Linked DNA regions of Gossypium hirsutum: regions 1 and 3 are each linked to region 2. A link is a contact called in public Hi-C data. All regions are on one chromosome and are shown on one strand. The core of a region is the stretch at or near the end of the contact, and the rest is flanking DNA. Distances in the headings are between cores, read along the strand shown. Region 1 holds the start of LOC107934801. Region 2 holds the start of LOC107926180 (cytochrome b5 domain-containing protein RLF). Region 3 has its middle 58 kb from the start of LOC107924044.

Evidence for each region. Hi-C and Micro-C count contacts between places; a contact is called where the count stands out from the background.
Region 1: a Hi-C map of leaf shows a contact between it and region 2, with 2.6 times the contacts expected there. The contact joins the promoter of LOC107934801 here to the promoter of LOC107926180 in region 2. A contact is called at or near these places in 11 of 34 Hi-C or Micro-C datasets (anther, callus, hypocotyl and 2 more).
Region 3: a Hi-C map of leaf shows a contact between it and region 2, with 2.0 times the contacts expected there. The contact joins the enhancer-like site here to the promoter of LOC107926180 in region 2. A contact is called at or near these places in 4 of 34 Hi-C or Micro-C datasets (hypocotyl, leaf and seedling).

What each region holds. Positions count from the first base shown.
Region 1 is chrA12:75,844,906-75,849,472 of Gossypium_hirsutum_v2.1, forward strand. LOC107934801 reads right to left here and starts at 2,318. Exons shown (of 2, transcript XM_041082720.1): 1 at 1,839-2,318; 2 at 1,127-1,498. The coding sequence starts at 2,061. The coding sequence ends at 1,248. LOC107934796 (ATP synthase subunit O, mitochondrial) reads left to right here and starts at 3,367. Exons shown (of 6, transcript XM_016867306.2): 1 at 3,367-3,599; 2 at 3,962-4,009; 3 at 4,284-4,527. The coding sequence starts at 3,480.
Region 2 is chrA12:76,304,800-76,308,875 of Gossypium_hirsutum_v2.1, forward strand. It overlaps LOC107926180 (cytochrome b5 domain-containing protein RLF), which reads right to left and starts at 1,685. Exons shown (of 7, transcript XM_041082725.1): 1 at 1,500-1,685; 2 at 1,262-1,385; 3 at 986-1,088; 4 at 534-704; 5 at 294-428. The coding sequence starts at 1,300.
Region 3 is chrA12:76,614,404-76,619,088 of Gossypium_hirsutum_v2.1, forward strand. It overlaps the pseudogene LOC121211400. Among protein-coding and RNA genes, the nearest start is that of LOC107924044, 58 kb to the left of the region's middle. Within about 2 kb of position 1,313, at least 7 of the 9 cell types and tissues checked have an H3K27ac peak or open chromatin away from gene starts, as enhancers often do. A contact at or near this core is called in leaf, where this site is marked.

The sequences.
Region 1 (4,567 bases), core at 1,068-3,567, 460 kb before region 2:
CAAGCTATCTGATGCGGAGAACTAGGCGTCCCTATAGTAAGAGGTTGTTGGTTGAACCCATGAGAAATTCTAATAGTCATTTACTAGATTATTCAACTAGCACATGATCCTCTCGATTCATAGGGTCATTCTTAGCATAGTGTGAAGTATCTCTAATTCCCTTGACATATTTTATCCCTCCAACTTCGAGTTAAGATAGATGATGTTGGGATGTGCAAGCCATTGCGAATAGGAAAAAGAAATTTTGGCGGAACTTCTTCTATCCCTAAAAAATTTTCTTTTGAAGATGATTAATGATGTTTTTATTACTATGTCTATTTAGAGACACATTTTGTAAGTATTTACTAACATTAATAAATTTGCATTTTTGCAATGATGTTTTTATTACTATGTCTATTTAGAGACACATTTTGTAAGTATTTACTAACATTAATAAATTTGCATTTTTGCTTTTATTATCACCGAGATTGATTCAAGGCTTCGTCGTCACTATTCATTTTGCTTTCATTTGCAATAAAATTAGTTTGGAATGTTTTTTGTGTAATAGCTTTTGTGTATGCACGTTTGTGCTTTAACATTTGTTGAATGGTCGTATTGCATTATTTCGAAAAAAACATGCATGCTTGTGATTGGGTAGGCAATTTTAGCCTAAATAGGTTGTAAGGTTTGTTCATACAATTCGCCTAGGTCTACAAAGACAGTTTTATCATGGAAAAGTTGATATTGTCATCAAGGAGGGATGAAACCTTTTGCCTTGTCTTAGGTTGATTCTACCAAGCGAGATGATGCCTCTCGCCCTGGCTTTCGATAGTTCTACCAAGAGAGATGAGACCTCTCACCTTAGCTTTCCTGGTGTAAGGGGGGAAAAACCTTTGACTTCACACCTTGATCTTTAGTTGATTCTATCAAGGGGGACAATACTACTCACCTTGACCTCCATGGGCATAAAGGGGACGAGACATTGCACATTAACCAATTCTTCAAAAGGGACGAGACCTTACACCTTAGCTTTCGATTGATTGTACCAAAGGGGACAGGACCTCACGCCTTGGTTTTTTTCTTTTCACATGCTAGATTGGGTCTTCATCACTCTTATCATTTATGCAAGATGAGCAAACGTTGACAGTGAAAGGAATTAACTATGAGATTGAGATGCATACGTCGTATATACAATGGAAGCATTTCTCAAGTTGAACCTAGATTAATGTCAATATGGTATTATACTAAACAAAAAATATAAATGGCATCTAATATAAAGTGAAGCCGTCATCGTATGAGACATGCCATCCACGAATACAAGGTGGTGCATTTTCATCATATTCTTGGCAGCAACTCCATCTTTTTTTCCAATTGGCGCGTCCAGTATTTGGTCTATTATTTTCGTTATTCCATTTGTAGACGATGACTCCAGAGCCATCCGTCCAGTCTCCATCAATCCCCTGGTGTGGAGGTGCCAATGCAAATAATCCTTTCTCTCCTGCAAATTTTTGCAATGACTCTAAGCTTTAATTAGTCAAGGAATGTAACGGAATGGGACTGACTCTCTGCTTAAGAAATTAACTGATTCATATACATACACAACCAGATCAATTAGCAAGTGGAAAACATATACATGTAGCCAGGAAACACCATCGTTGATTTTAATTCTGTGATCTGATGGACTTTAACTGGGATTTAAGATATTTATAGCAAATCTTTCTATTGGATTTCAAGGATAAACGCTTTGTTATTCCTTCCTTTTTATCATAAAATTAAGAAAGAATATGAATATGATGATAGAAAGAGAATAACTTGTCTGTGAGTTGTGACGTATACAGTTGATAAGATGAATAATATACCAGTCGCATGGCCGTGGAAGGAGCATGAAGTAGGGGAATTATCTGCATCAGAGTAGAGGGTTTTGCACCTTAAGCATCGCTTTTTTGCTTGGAATCCAGATACTCCGTTCGGTTTTGCTTGATCTGAATCCGAAGATAACTTTATTTTAACAAAGTCGAGAGCCTTGAACTGATAGTTGCAGTTGTAGATGAGGGTTTGAGAGATGCTGTATGCCAAAACCATAACTTTCACCTTTTGCCCTCCCTGTTTGTTTCCGTTTAGTATGGGTTCTCAATTATGCGGTGGCTTAAGACTTACTGAGATTCCACATCTACTGGCCAAGAAAGCAGAGATATAATATTTATCCATTTCCATATAGCCACGCAGCCCATCCCATGAGATTATAAGGTAGAAGGCCTGTCTGTCTAAGACTAACTAGATCGAACTTCAGTTGGAGGATGGAGAGTCCAAAAGACCAAGACATAGCCCATCTTACACTAGGTTCGCTTGCTTCTTCTTCTTTTTTTTTTCCTTTTTTTATGTTACAGTATTGTTATATTTTTTAATTTAATTGTTATCATTATTTTTATATTAATAAATATTAATAATAAGTAAATGCACCGTTCATCGTATGATTTTGGCAACGAAAAAGGTATGAAAAAGTCATACTTTGCATAACCATCGTAGTAAATAGTAATGGTCTTTAGTATAAGTAGGCGATATATTAGACAATTTAGGTTTTTCTTTTGAAAGTGATACTTTAGATAGTATAGATGTTGACTTCAGGGATATTAGGTGAAAATTAAGAAAAGAAAACATATTATAAAAAAATAGATAAAAATAAAGAAAGTTTTTGCTAAATGATGAAATTAAGGTTTTGAATATTATAGTGTTTGTGGATTCAAGTTGCATGACATATAGATTTTTTTTAGATTTATTCAAGATTTAAATTGATTTTTATAGATTTATATAAAAATATAAAAGAAACAAAGACACCATTATAAATTATATTTGTTAATTTTTAAAAAATATTTTTAGTTATCTTAATTGATTTATGATACTAACTCAATCAATAATTTAAATGTATTATAGAGATATAAAAATAATTTTATACAATGCATTCGGTCATGAAATAAATATACAAGAATTTGATATGCTAAACACTAAATATCATTCTAATTAGGAGTCATCACTAATCATTTTAAATTTGGTGCGATTACTTAATTATTAAATCTATTTAAACTAAATTTTGCGACACTCATATTTTATAAAATAAATATATATAATAAATAAAGTTAACACCAATATCTGAAAAATATATAAATATTTACCATTTATCTATTTTGTAATTTAATTATTAAATTATTGAAATATATAATTATCTTTACAATAGAATTAATTATTTTAAATAAATTAAATTTAATATTTTTCTCAGCTGATTGATTCCGTTTAACTCGCAATGTCGAGGAGATAATAGTTTACCACGGAACTGTTGAGCCTTTTCGTTCGGCCGTCAAGTTAAGATGACACAAGTACTGAAGCCCAGCCCAATTCCAAGTCCAGTACATCTCACCCTCAGGCTCAAATGCACTTTCCCTCACTTCCCACGCCAAAGAAAGCGATCTCCAGAATCAACGTAAGAATTAGGGTTGTGTTTAGAAATGGCGGTGGCAGCGCGCTTCAGATCCACTCTCCCTATCTTTCACAGGCTTTTGAGATCCGATTCCCTGCCTTCTCACACTCCCAGAGCTACTCTTCACCGAACTCTACTTTGCCCCGAGGTAATTGTCATCTCTCATCGATTCCATTCTCTATTTTCTATTATATATTTTATCCTAGTTCAGTCGCACCTTCTTTTTTCCTATGTGAGGTGATCCGAATCTGATTTAGGTTATATTTTCGTTTCTGTATATTTATTTTCTTTGCCTTTGCTATTCTGCTACTATTATGATTTCGTTGTGAGAGAAGAAGAGGATAGCCAGATTGAATGCTTAGGCGGAATGGCTCATATTTTTATAATCTTATCATCTGTTCCTTTTTCCATGCATTTCACGGCAGTGTAATTGTCGAGCTGAATTTTAAATTGAGCTGAATTTTAAATTGTTTACTCTCTGGTTGATTTCTCCCATTGTGTTTCTTACAGCTGTCGAGGAAATATTCTACTTCTCTGAAGAAGGACGAGAATGTTAAGGTGCCTTGGTAGTTTCTTTTTTTTTTCTACGAATTCATGATAGTTTTGTTATACATATTTTGGCTAGTCGAGGCGCATGCTTTTGAACAAGTTCATTGCCCCATTTACCTTTCCTTGGCTTCTAAAATGGATTCTGATAATTAGAGACCTTTTTGTGAGAAAAAGGTCGGTTGCTGATCTTTAGGTCTTTCCTTGGGTTGTAAAAAGGCTCAAGGTGCAAAAGTTAAATTTAAATGGGTTCTAACTCTTCTTTTGGTTCTTATTGGCATTTTAGGTGCCTTTGGCTTTGTTTGGTGGATCTGGAAACTATGCATCTGCACTGTACCTTGCAGCCGTAAAAGGAAATGCTCTGGACAAGGTTGAGTCTGAACTTCTTGACCTTGTTCAGGCATCAAAAAACAGTCAATTGTTTTCTCAATTCACTAAGGACTTGTCAGTACCTGCAGAGACACGGGTCAAAGCCATTAATGAGATATGTGGGCAAGCTAAATTTTCAGATCTTACAAAGAACTTTTTAGGTATGGAAACTGGAAAATAGATTGACAAAATTTTAGGGTT
Region 2 (4,076 bases), core at 435-2,934:
TTCATTGAAAACCAAATCCAGAAAACTAAAAATAAGAAGGAATATTCTTTTCAAATTATAGAGTTCATAGGAAGATAAACCTTCAGATAAATGCCACATATCCCTATACTGCAAAAACTAGAAGCTGACTAAAATAGAAGATAGACTTCCAACAAATAATAAATATGACTGCCTTAGAGAAAACTGCAGATTATCTACTTGGGCCAGATAAATCTAACTCAGATTTATCAAAGAATAGAGTGTTCATTCTGTCAAAGGTTAAAACTTCCACAATTGAAAAGCCACATACGTACCTCCAGGGTGAAACTTCATGTATGGAGATATATTGTAGACACGTCCTTTCAGAACAGTCCACATGGAACCTTCTTTTTGATTTTGCTTAACTTCACTCATTGAAACAAGCCTCCTATTTGACTGCCCTTTCAATCCTAAAACACAATTTTTGGTGAAATATAGAAGAAACATGCAGTTGGCATTACATTTTGAAGAGTTAAATGAGAGGGGAACGTCTTAGGAACTGTTTCGCATCATACCTGCAAGGTCAGGATGAGTTTGACTAAGCTTAAGCCAGTCCATTTGACTATATCCCTTCTCAAAAGGAACCTTGGTCCGAGGTGCAGACTTTCTGGTAGAACTTCTTGGTTTTTCTGACTTCACTGCTGAAGCACCCGCATCTACATATGCTACTTGTCTTGATGATTCACCTGATGATTTCAAACATGAAGCATTAATAACATTGAAAGTCAAAGAACCAACGGTAGCCTGATCTACAAAGGTAACATTATTTGTATGTTTATCTTTCCAGGGAAAATCACCATTCTTACTACTATCGCTGCAGTTTGAGGATTGTCTTTAATGGCAATACCTGATGATTTCAAACATGAAGCATCAATAACATTGAAAGTCAAAGAACCAACAGTAGCCTGATCTACAAATGTGGAATTATTTGGATGTTTATCTTTCCAGGGAAAACCACCATTCTTGCTACTATCGCTGCAGTTTGAGGTTTCGTCTTTAATGGCAATACCACCAATATCAGCTGCAAGATTCTTTTCCTCCAAACCATTTTGATCAGTCGGTAACCCAACCTAAACCAGAAACCATGTATTTAACTATTCTTACAATAAAATGAAAATATCCGGCACTCAAGTTTATATCGGGAGTAAAAAAGAATAACACATCTTATTCTTGATACATTACGTCAATACACCAAATGAAAAGGTGTACTTTAAGGTCATGAAAATTATAGAATTTAACTTGCCTTACAAAAGGTGAAATCATCATTGCTGGTGTTGTCCATGCTACGAGGGGAGACTAAGATTTACAAAATCAAGTCAGGCAACAGTTCCTCTCAAGTGATACAATTACAACAGCTCTTAAACCATCTGAAATTTCAAAATCAGAAAGATTTTCAGAAAACGATGATATAAAATGCCATTAATCAAGGAAATAAGGGCAAATTACAAACTATAATATTAGAATCTGTTGCTCGGACTCGCCTGAACGAAGGCCACACCCTTGTCGACGCCGGTAAGGACACAGGATATGTGGCCGATCCGAAGAAAAGCACTGGAAAAGAAGAAAACGTTCGAGAGGGTGGAAAAAGAGGGAAATAAAAACCCGCCGCTGGAAAGAAAAGAAACTAGGGCACAGCTGCATGCATGGGCTAAGGGTTTATGGGCTTTAGTCTGGGTTTTTTTAAATTTGATTAAAGTTTTATTTAGATCTTAGTTGAATAATAAGACATTATTTCAAAATAAATGTAAATTAATCAATATGTTTAATAAATTTCTATTTATAATGTGAAATTAACCAACTATTCTTATTTTTATTTATGGATCATAATACTATGTTAAATTTGAATTTAATATTCTAAAATCTAAAAAGAAATAAAAGAATGTTATAAAATAAAATGATAAAGAATAAAAAAAAAGAAATGTGTATTTAGTCACCAATAGGAATATTTATAATACTTCTCTAAAGTTTATATTTATAAATATAAGAAGTAAATGAAATCAAATTCTGCTCCTAATGGATATTAAAGTCCTAAGTACATCAAGCTTCTTATCCTAAAAGACATACACTTTATAATAATAAAATATTTATAACACTCCCCATTAAATGTTCATTTATAGATAACATGCCTCATTACAATTTTATTAAGATAAAAATCATGTTGGAAAAAATTCTTAATAAAGGAAAAAGAATACACATATTTATAATATGGATAACTTGCTACCTCATTAAAAGTCTTACCAAGAAAACTGACAAAACCTCAATTAAATGAAAGACAGTACAGCATATATTTACCTCTCTCATGACAACATCATATAATATCTCATATTCTACATCTTTCAATATTGAATATATTAACTTTGCAAACGATCATTTGAAGAGATTTAATAAATGTTTATATTATCATTCTTCTAAAAGTCATGACTGAGAAATAATCATAGCAAACTTTCATTATGATCCTTCTATAAAACACATAGGTTTAAATCATTTTAAACCATATAAATATTTACACAAACATATTAAATAATTTTCCAAAAAATTATATATATTTATAGTATTCTAAATCTTTTAAGAATTTTAATATAAACTTTACTATATAGTGATTCATCTAAAATTTATAACAACAATCATAAGTCGCATATCAAATCTTTCATTAACCACCATACTAATAAGATATTTAAAGGTTATTGCATTCAACACAAAAGAAAATATTTTCATAATCAATACCAAGACTGAACAAAAAACTTATTTTTTTTTATTTCATTTTCACAAAACTTACTCATTTATATCCCATTAGTTTTATAGTTTAGATGTATGGACTGCTGGTCCAAAAACTTCCTCAATTTAATTTTACTTCAATTGTGTATTTCTATTTTAGTCAATCTATTCCATGTCTATATTTCTCGACAAATTTATTCAAGATCCACATTTCCTTTCATTCTTTCAACATTGCAAAACTATTGTCAGCAACTATTCATTTCAGTTCCAAATTTTTTATTGACATAACTTACTAAGATCTCTTCATTTTCATTATTTTTATCTCCAAGTGTCACACTTGGGAACGTTAAATGGTAAGTACAATAGTAATTCTGGGTATCTAATTATAAAACTTTCTATTTAAGAGGACCTTAGTGTAATTATGTGAATATTGTTAACTGAATTGGAAATTGCTTAGACTTCAACTATTAGTCTCGTTACATTAGAATTGGTAATTTTTTAGTTGGAAACATTATGACGAGGAACATTAATTTTGATGCTAACGAATTGGTTTTGGTGAATGAGTGTAGGAAGGTTATATAAGAGATGAATGTCATTATCCTTAAAGCACTCTCATTTTTGTATTCATTATCTTTCTTTTATCTTCTTCTCTAGTTATTTGGTAAGAGAGACAAGTTAATGAGCAATCTCCATGGGGGAGAAATTAACGTATTAGCTTATGAAATTGAGAATTTAGTAAACTAGTAATCTTTTTAACTTTTCTATATCCTTTGATTGAGGAAAAGGTGGAGAAAATTAAGGGTTTCAATTAATTCATTAAATTTGTACTATGATAATTAAGGTCATAGTTAGCCTTTAAAGTTTCTCTACATGCAAATGAATCATGGTTTTCTTACATGCGCATGCCTTTGTTTTGATTTTGATATGGTTATGCTTAGGTAACTAAGAAAGAGGAGGCTCAAGCGATAAGCGCAAAATAAAGCAGATGTAGTCACTATCAACTTTTAGGTATTTTGTTGATGAGTTTCTGAACTTAAAATCCTCAGTGCTTGTTTATGTATATCAGTACTGTGTTGTTGTGGCATGTTTGATTTCATGTTCTACTAATGACGAGGAGATGAATTATTGTGAAATGTTTTTTTTACTATTGAAGCATACAATGTGTTGATTTACAGATGCATGTCTGGTTGAATATATAAGTTGTTGTTTTGATGAACTGTTACTGGTAAAGTAATTACTGAAGGGTTTATCATTAATATGGTCCGATAGATGATATGTTTAGTATGATCTGTGTTGTATTATTCACAATATGTTTAGTTGAATGCTTGCTATATGTCAATCAT
Region 3 (4,685 bases), core at 63-2,562, 310 kb after region 2:
AATTAAACTATGATTTCAAGATTTGAAGATGATACATGATTAACAACAAGTAATTATAGATACGTTCAAGTTTTGTGAGAGGGAGACCTGTAACGTTGCATGTAGACCAAGGCAGACCAACTCCATTGTTAGGCTTTACACAGTACTTCCTTGGGTTTTTCGTTTTGACCTGGAAAACAACATACATGAAAAAGCTTTGTTACCATAAATCGCTAGCTCCATAGAGATTTTCGGTAAAAGATTCATGGAGACCCTTGTACTTGGAGTCAGATTACATTTTGCTCCCTTCACTCAAAAAATGAGCAAATTAGTCATTGTAGGTTAGATGAAAGAGTAAATTATTCCTATTAAAAGTTTCATCCATTTCTACTATTAAAAACCAGTCCGTGTACATAACCATGTGGTAGATGTGGCATGGTTATTCCCTCAATCATGTTAGTGTTTTTAACAATAGAAATGGATAAAATTTTGAATAGAAAGACCAGTTTACTCTTTATATAATGTAAAAGAACTAATTTGCCCATTTTCCAAGTAAAGAAAGTAAAATTCAATATGACTCATAGTACAAGATACTCTATAATACATTTACTAGCAATTTTCGAATTGGTACGCATGTTTCAAAACAATTAACACTACCAATCCTACTTTATTATAAAATTATTGAGTAAAACAAATAATTCACAAACTTCAGAATATATAGAATTATGTATTTACATAAACACAAAAACAATACATATTTGATAAAAAATTAAGTCTAATAAATCGATTATACAAACCAGATAATCTTATATTACAGCAAAATCCCATATTAATTTACTCACATGAGATTTAAGAAATAGCTTAATTTTACCTTAAAAGCCACATAATTGTTGGTCTTGTTGGACAGATTTAAAGAACATGAAATCTGCTTTCTCAATTCAACCAAATTCAAGACAAAAAAATTTGTTAAAATTTTCGAAAAAAAGAAGTGGAAACGATGAAGATATGGATCTGTAAAGCAACAAAAAAAAAGTTAAATTTTTTTTAAAAAAAGTTTATTTTTTAAAGCTTGGAAAGATGCTTACAGGGAAATTGAAGCTCTTGAGGATCGATGCTAAGAAGTTCGCCGGTGGTCATCTTAGTGAGAGGGTCGCCGGAGATATGAACTATTGGTGGCGGATTCCGGCGGAGAGGCGGTGGAGGGTTTGGGTCTCCGGCGTGAGAGGAAATAAAAGAAAAAAAATTATTAGAGGTGGAGATTAAGACAACGGTGAGCGGTCTTCGAGAGAGAGCTGAAAAGAAAGAACCGTGGGACAGTGACGTTTGTCTTGTTTGGGGGTTGACTGTGGTTGTGTCCGGTTTTATTTATTACAGTTCCATGCGGTTCCATTTAGGGTTATAATTGTCTTTCTGTCTAAGTACTATTTAAGAATATTTCAAATAGGGTTATGTAATTATTGGACATTTAACTTCTCAACCATGTTGATTTTGGTGATCGTAACTTTGGATAATCTCCGAGGTCAGTAAATTATTACTACATTTATGTTTTGGTCATTCATTTTTAAAAAATTATAAAATTGTCAATAAATTATTTGAAAATTTTTATTTAAGTAAATGAGTTATTAAAATTATTGTTCTATTTCTTTCTTTATTTGCATTGTTTGCATGAATCGAAAACTCTTATTTCCCTTCTCTTTTACCATTCATTTTTTTGGCATAATTACAAAAAAAAGCCCTCAACCTTTGGGGGCTTTTGGATATATGCCCCTAACCATTTTTTTTATTTCGGCCCTCAACGTAACAGAGTTTTTAGACATCAACCCTATTGAAACGGTAATCATCAGTTGATTGTTAGTCAACAATCGGTCAAAAGAATTAGTCTATGTGGCGTTCCAGTTGACTGATGATGTGGCAAACATTTAAATAATAATGCTGACGTGACAAAAAAATTAAACAAATTTAATAAACATAAAACAAAAAAATCCTAAATCCTTCAAATCATCTCAAACCCCCAAATTCAAAACTTTTTTCTCAAATTCTAAAATCCTTAACTCGTCAAATTCCCCAAATCGTGAAATCCCCAAATCCATAACATTCGAAATCTTCATTGAATTCCTAAAATCTTGAAATCCCTAAATATTAAAATCTTCAAATTTTGAAATCCCTAAATCATTAGTATTCCAAAATATTCTTAAAATCCATAAAACTTTTACAAACCAAATCATTGAATCCCTAAAACTTTTAGGAACAAAAAAGCTTCAACAATCATGAGCAGTTTCCGTAACCCAAAATCGAAATGTAGATGCTTTCTTATTTGGTTTGTTGGGAAAATAAATTCCATTTTTGGTTTGGTTTGTTGGTTATTTGTGATTTATTATTGCAATTTCAGTGCCACAATATAGGGCTTGTTTTGTCGATTTGTGATGCGACAATGGTCCCGATGTTATTGATAAAGCTGTTATTAAAATTGTTTATGGTTATTTGTGATTTATTATTGCAATTTCAGTGCCACAATGTAGGGTTTGTTTTATCAATTTGTGATGCGACAGTGGTCTCGATGTTGTTGATTTCTGTTACCGAAGCAAAAATATGTTAAATTTGTAAACATGTGTTACTGTTTTGTATTGTATTCAAAGAAATGGTCCCAATGTAGATAGTGAATTTCGCTTTTTTTTAATGTTTTTTACTTAGAAAATTATTTGTTTATATTTTGCAGATGTCATCAGATGAGGAATATTATATTATTTTGCACGTGGGTGGGTACTTTGTAAATGACCCATATGTTAGACATGTAGGTGGGGAAGTGATTAGGCTTAAAGAGGATCCAGACACAATATCTTATTTTGAATTATGTAAAATAGTAAAAATTGGGTTAGGGTATAACACTGTCATGTTAATATATTTTCATGAGCTTGGTACATATATTTTCATGAGCTTGGTACAGTAGGGTTACAAAATAATCTAAGGGTGATTTATGATGACACTTCCACCATAGCTATGTTAGACTTTTAGGTCAAGTTTAAGGAGATTAACCTATATGTTGAACACGAGGTTGATAACCCTATAATTGCAGGCAAAATTTTTCTGTTGACTACTGGGAAGGGTGATGTTGAAGGGCTAGAAGTTAATGGGAAGGGTGATGATGAAGGGTTAGAATCTGATGATGAAGGTGATCTGGAAAGGGTAGAATTTGTGGGGGAGGGTGATGTAGGAGGGGTACAAGTTGATGGGAAGGGTGTGTCTGTTACTGGTATTGAGGTAGATGAGTATGGTGGTGTGGAAAGTGGTGGACAGATTAGTTTAGGGTCTATTGTTGGAGAGGATAATGATAGTGAAGTTGCTACTGATGAATATGCTGGTGATTTTGTAAACATCAGATGGAGTGGATAATGTTGTTGCTGAAAGTAATGGAGAAGAGGAAGATGGGAATGAGACTGAGGTATGTGACTCAGATGAACATGGAAGCTTGATTGGGTCTGATGAAGATGAAGAACATGAAGATGGTGAGAGAAGGAGGAGCAAGTTTCCCTTATACAATGATAAGTTAAAATTTAGTTTGGGAATGTTGTTTAAGGATGACAAACGATTTAAGAGTGCAATTCGAAAGTACTTTAAAGAATGTAGAAGACAATTGAAGTTTATTAAGAATGAACCGAAAAGGGTTGTTGTGAGGTGCATTACTTCCCCTAACAGTCAATAGAGAATTAAGGCTAGCTACAGTCTTTTTGTGAAATGCTTGCAAATAAAGAAGTTTCAGGATGAGCACCATTGTTCAGTTAGTTTTAAGAACAAAATGGTGCCTGTCGCTATGATTGCCCAACATTTTGAAGTAACTATCAAGGATCACCCTAAGAAGAAGCTGAATGAAATTCAAAGAAGATTTACTTCTGAGATGCATGTAAACGTGACCATTGACTGTTGTTATATAGTGAAGAAAATAGTGAAGAAAAAATGGCTGGGAATCATAAGGAGGAATTTGGCTTGCTATGAAACTATGCTCATGAGTTTAGGTCAAAGATGCCAGTAAGCACAGTAAAAATTATTGTTCAAAGGGTGACAACAGACTCCTTTCCTTATTTTAAGAGGTATTATGTGTGCTTTGATTCACTAAAGAGAGGCTGAAAAGCAGGGTGTAGGCCACTCATTGGGTTAGATGGTTGCTTCCTAAAAGGCCCATTTAAAAGTGAATTTCTCACAACTGTTGGAAAGGACACAAATAACCAAATGTTCCCTATTGAATGAGCTGTGGTTGAAGTGGAGTGCATTGATTCAAGGGCTAGGTTTCTTAGTCTCCTATCAATTAATTTGGGCTTGGAAGATGGGTATGGGTACATTATTATTAGTGACCAACAAAAGGTTAGTGAATATGCAAATTTAAGCTTGGTATTATTTTTTTTATTTGTATTTAACTAAAATTTTCTAACAATCTGTCTGGTTCATTATTTTGAATTAAGGCCTTGATATTACAATTTCTGACATACTGCCAAGGGTGGAGCATAGGAATTGTGTGAGGCACGTGTTTGCAAATTGGTCAAGGAGGAAGTTAGGGAAATCTTATGAGTGTGATTTCTGATAGATTATGAAGTGCACGACTAAGAGGGAGTGGATGGATCTATGTTCAGCATTGAAGAAGAAAGATAAGGATGCTTACGATAATTTGATGAAAAAGTCTCTAAAGATGTGGACTAGGGCATTTTTGGGGACTA